2 separate regions of the Sus scrofa genome follow, and region 2 is linked to region 1. Evidence: chromatin contacts called from public Hi-C data. All regions are on one chromosome and are shown on one strand. The core of a region is the stretch at or near the end of the contact, and the rest is flanking DNA. Distances in the headings are between cores, read along the strand shown. Region 1 holds the start of LDLR (low density lipoprotein receptor). Region 2 holds the start of PRKCSH (protein kinase C substrate 80K-H).

Evidence for each region. Hi-C and Micro-C count contacts between places; a contact is called where the count stands out from the background.
Region 2: a contact with region 1 is called in a Hi-C map of epiblast stem cells, with 2.3 times the contacts expected there. The contact joins the promoter of PRKCSH here to the promoter of LDLR in region 1. A contact is called at or near these places in 1 of 47 Hi-C or Micro-C datasets (epiblast stem cells) and 1 of 2 datasets of contacts at active chromatin or transcription factors (alveolar macrophages).

The regions. Positions count from the first base shown.
Region 1 is chr2:69,827,125-69,829,644 of Sscrofa11.1, forward strand. LDLR (low density lipoprotein receptor) reads left to right here and starts at 1,259. Exons shown (of 18, transcript NM_001206354.2): 1 at 1,259-1,470. The coding sequence starts at 1,404.
Region 2 is chr2:70,096,164-70,098,683 of Sscrofa11.1, forward strand. PRKCSH (protein kinase C substrate 80K-H) reads left to right here and starts at 1,261. Exons shown (of 18, transcript NM_001244598.1): 1 at 1,261-1,352; 2 at 1,762-1,869; 3 at 2,068-2,184. The coding sequence starts at 1,794. CCDC151 (coiled-coil domain-containing protein 151) reads right to left here and starts at 864. Exons shown (of 13, transcript XM_005654766.3): 1 at 436-864. The coding sequence starts at 673.

The DNA of each region.
Region 1 (2,520 bases), core at 9-2,508:
TAGTTTGCCCAGCTAAGCTCAGTTTGTAAAACCTTAGAGATCTCTGCTCATTCCTGAAGTAAACCTCCAAAACTGCCAGACCCTTTGTGGGAGGCTTTTTTGGCAAGGGGCCGCTGGTAAGTGCATGGATCCCAAAAGAGACTCCCTGATTTATTTATTTTTTTAATGTGAAGAAAATCTTTATGATTTTAATTATTTTAATTATTTTTTTCTTAGTTTCAAAAGGTTTATTTTTGAGCATGGTGAGAATACATGAACAATATAGATAGCTCAAGAAAAATAGAGGTAAACAAAAAATGTCACTGCCCAAAGATAACTCTCCTTAGTACTCTGAGAGATTTCTCCTCCATAGCTTTTTGTGCATTCATTCATGTATTTTTATTGAAAAAAATTTTTATGGCTATACCTGCAGCATAGGGAAATTCCTGGGCCAGGGATTGAATCCAAGCGGCAGCTGTGTAGCTGCGGCAACACTGAAGACTCCCTGATTCTTAAAAGCTGTTTTCCAACAGCCCTCTGTGGTCTAAGCAATCAGGTTCAGCTCTGAAAGCTCTATTTTGTTTTGATTTTGCTCAGAGGAGAGGAAGTGGCTTCTCTGTTTGTTCAACTCCTTCTCCTAAAAGGATAAATCAATATTTATATCCAGACCCCAAGTAGTGGGTCAGTTGATTTTAGAGATGTTTTTGCTCAAAATTCATCTGAGCGCTGGATCCCATAAAACAAAATCAGTTTTGGGGCGTTCTTTCAAGATGATTTTATTTAACTCTCATTGATTATGGGGCGATGTGGAAGAACTCTCTAAAACTATATATGACGAAATGGTTAAAATCTATAAACAATTCCTAGAAAGGAAAAGGCCAAGTAGAGAAGGGGGTGTGTGTGGGGGGTAAGTTTCCAATATTTCTAGTCAGAGGGGAGATGTCATTGGCCAAAACCATTTGGAAGGACAGATGGATGTTAACTTTGGACACCAAAGAGGATGTAACAATTAAAAATTGAGAGAAATTTAAGGGATACCCTTCAGCTGACGCGCGTTTCCATTTTGGGCTGGGGGTCGGGGGCTTAGTTCTTGTGCCACCAAAATCGACACATCTAGCAGCCCATCCCAGAGCGGCTTTGGAAAAGACTGGAATCCGAGTCAGGGCTTCACGGGTTAAGGATCCCATGTCACATCAGCCGTTCGAAACTCCTCCTCCCGAAACTCCTCCTCTTGCAGTGAGGTGAAGATATTTGAAAATCACCCCATGCAAACTCCTCCCTCTACGAGAAACCTCACATTGAAATGCTGCAAATGACTGGGGCCCCGCGTGCAGTCGCGTCCGGGCCGCGCGAAGCCCGGATTTCAAGAGCGCACACAGTGAACAGGAGCCCGGGCCAGGGAGCTGCAGGCGGAGGCTGGAAGCATGAAGTCCACGGGCTGGGTCCTGCGATGGGCTGTCGCCTTGCTCATTGCTGCGGTGGCAGCTGCAGGTAAGTCTGGCTCCAGAAGCTCTCGCGGCTTGGAGGTTAGCTCCCGAACTCGGGGAGCCTCTTAGTAATTTTTTTTTTTAGGGGGTGGAGAACTAAAAATCACTGTATCCTTGGCAGACTTGTGGGAAAATGGCACGAAGTCATTCTTACGTGGTTGGAGGGGGCTCTAAGGGGGGCGCGAGAGTTTAGGGGGTCTGGAGGCTCTGGGGGAGTCAGGGAAAACATGGTGTGGCTTTCCCACAAGTTTCCACTCGATGCAGGTCCCCCTTATCTTAGAGCACGGTACGCGGATCTCCACCCCTGTGGGGAGAGAGCTCTCCCTCTCAGAGTTATTCTAGGGTGAGGGTGATCCAAAACCCTATTGCTCAGCCTCGAGGTCCCTGCCGAGCGCTTCCCCCGGATCCTTCCCTCTGCATCCTTTTCGCCTGCAGGGGTTACGACGGCGGCCCAATTAGCTTTGTGCTGTCCGAAAGGGATGCTGGCTCCCAGAACAGAGCCGAGGGCACCCAGAATCGTCCCGGAACCACGCTTCCGCCCCGGGCCACCGCCTCCTGCCCCGCCTTCAGCCCCGCGGGCCCGCCCTCGGGCTGCTATTGGGCACTACTCGAACAGGCGAGCCTCGAGCCACTCCCCTTGGCCAATGGCGGCAGAGAAGCGCGCGCGGCGCGGGGCGTGGCTGGGGTACCACGCCGCGGCACCTGGTTCTGGGTGAGGTCGAAGGAGATTCCTGGGGTTCATCCCAGGCTCCTGTCACAAAAGAGGGAGCAGGTTTTGGGCCCCTGGAGAAGCTCCATGAGCCTGGACGAGGCTCCTGCTGAGCGCCTGGGCCCCGTCGGCGAATGCCTCGGTTTCTTCTGCGATCGGTGGCGTGGCCTCTGTCCGCACTTTGTCCTCGCGGCTGCCCTCGCTGGGTTCGCCCGGGACACCCTCAAGGCTTCGGTTCCTCTCCAGGCTGAAACTGTTCCTAAGGAACTAATACCACTCCTTGAGCGGACGCGAAGAGCACTTTCGCGGAGACCTCCAGCCGTGCTGGGGCAGGGACTGAGTATC
Region 2 (2,520 bases), core at 11-2,510, 270 kb after region 1:
ATAGCATTACTATGTGTCAAGCACCGTTGTAAGTCCTTTACTCATTTCAACTATTGGCTTGTACGGTTACTATCTCCTTTTTATGAATGGACAACCTGGGAGCAATTAGATTACTCTTAGTTCCTGAAGGTCAAACAATTAGTATATGTAGAGCCAGGATCTGAACCCAGAAAATCTGGCCCTGGAATCTGTTTTTCACCACCCCATGCATGATAGAAGAGTTGAAATCACATAAAAGTATGAAATGCAGTCCAGTCAGTTCTGAGCTCAGGAAAAGTTTCATAAGAGAGATGAGGAAAACCATAAGGAAGTATGAGTTTTTGCCTCCAGAAACTGGCCACATGGATGAATGCCAGTGAAACATTCCAGTCACACCATGCCAGGCCAATGAGCTGGTGACTCTTGACACTTCTGTGCCCTCTGGAGCCCTCTTACCTAATAGTTGAATCTTCCTTTGTAACTCAGCCACCTGCGTGTGCACAGTGGACTTCCCTTCGCTGGCATGGAAGGGTCCTGCCTTGGAATGGAGTGACTGCCAGGCCTGCACCGAGCCCTTGCCTTGGGGATGCCCCTTGGCCTGAGCCTGATTGCCCCTGCCTTTGGAGGAGGCTGAAACCTGGTCCTGAGAAGGCATGGCGTTGGCGGAGGCCGCCCAGCACAGGGGAGACGTCATGACTGGGTTGAGGCCGAGGACCGCAAAGAGTTAGGTCTACTAGGAATCGCCTCTGTTGGGGATCTGTCAGCTCAGGTTCCTCGGCTCTGGGAACGTACTTGTCGACCGCTTGGCTGAGCCTCGCGGCATCTCCTGGTTGCTAGGTAATCTCCCCCTCCTTCCTCCAGTGTTCCCATGGAAACCGCCCGCGTTCCACCCACCGCTCTCACTGGCTGACGCACGCTGCGTGGAGGGGCGGTCCCAACGGGGGCGGAGCAGACCCTTTCTGCCGAAAGTTGGTGGGGGGTACTTTTGTGTCATGTGCTTATTCCTTTTCTTTCCCACCCCTCAACCCCTAAGCCCGCCCTAAGCCCGCGATGGGTTCACGGGCATTTTTTAGGAACTTTCTGGTCCGACTGTAGAACTGCCACTCCCAAGATGGAGGCACTTCGCGCCGCCATTAAGCGCGAACCATCAGAACGATTTCTTCTAAGGCTTCACAGGCCTATCCAAGATGGCCGTCTCGGCTCCGGCCGTCCCTTGCCGCTCCCAATATGGCGACCGGGAGCTGCCGTTCAGGGAGCACGGCGTGATGCCGGAAGTGACGCATCCCACACGTTTCCGCTTTCTTTCTGCAGGAGGAGCCGTTGGCTGCTGGGTTAGGGGGCGCGGTGGATATTAACCTTTGCCCCAGCCTCGTGTAGGTGGTGAACCACTGGGTGGGAGAGCACCCCTGTTTCCTGTTGGGGGCAGCCTAAGGGTGTTCCTCGGGAGATGGGGCGACTGTTCCTCGGGCTATTGGCGGGAATTGGCTAGCGAATCCCCTCCCCCCACCCATAGGGAGCGGAGCTTTTGTGATTCCCCCACCATTGATTTGGGCCAAGTGAGACTCCCCTTCACTGGGCAGGACTGGGGAGACACCCCCCCCACGCCCCCACTGTGGGAAGCAAAGTGAGCCGTCATTGCCCGGAAGCGATGGAGGAATCCAGTTGGCTGGAGGGAGAGGTGTCTTCCTTCAGCTGGAAGTATTCCTCTCCCAGTGAGCCGCCCCTTTCTCGCTGCAGCGTGGGGGCACAGCGCATCTCTCAGCAGCTTCCTTCCTCCGACAGAACCCGTTTCCGGCTTCAGAGCCTCCAGCGAGATGTTACTGTTTCTGCTGCTACTGCCCATGTGTTGGGCCGTGGAGGTCAAGCGGCCCCGGGGCGTCTCCCTCACCAGTGAGTTGGCCACCTGGCTAGAGGTGGGGATAGGTTGTGGGAGGCTCCTGGGATAGGCACTTAGAGCCTTCTGCTTTAGGGTCGCGGTCGCTGGGCGGGAAGGCGGCAGTGCTCAGCTGGTGGGTTGTGGGGAGAGGTGCCATTGGGTCCGGAGGGCTTCTTCCTGCCGTGGGCTGAGCGCCTTGACTCCCTTCCCAGATCATCACTTCTACGACGAGTCCAAGCCTTTCACGTGCCTGGATGGCTCCGCCAGTATTCCTTTTGATCAGGTTAATGATGACTACTGTGACTGCAAGGATGGCTCAGATGAACCAGGTGAGCTCTCTTTTCATTCATTTATTTAGTCATCATACATTTATTAGGCAGTTGATGAGTGCCAGGTCCCGAGCAGTGACCAAGACAGACCCCATCCTATCCTCACAGAACTCGGCGATGAGTAAGGGGAAGCAGGTACCCAAGCAAGCTAGTGGTCAGCTTGGTGAGGAGAGCCCTAGGCACTATGGGAGGGGGAGGGGGTAGGCAGGGCCCTGTTCTGAGGGCCTTGGTGAGGCAGGAGGGAGCAGTGGAGAGTTTTGTTTCAGGCCCGAGTGTGCAACTCTGTTTTCTCCCCTTAGTTGGCATCAGTTATTCTCGTGCTCTTTGTGTACATGG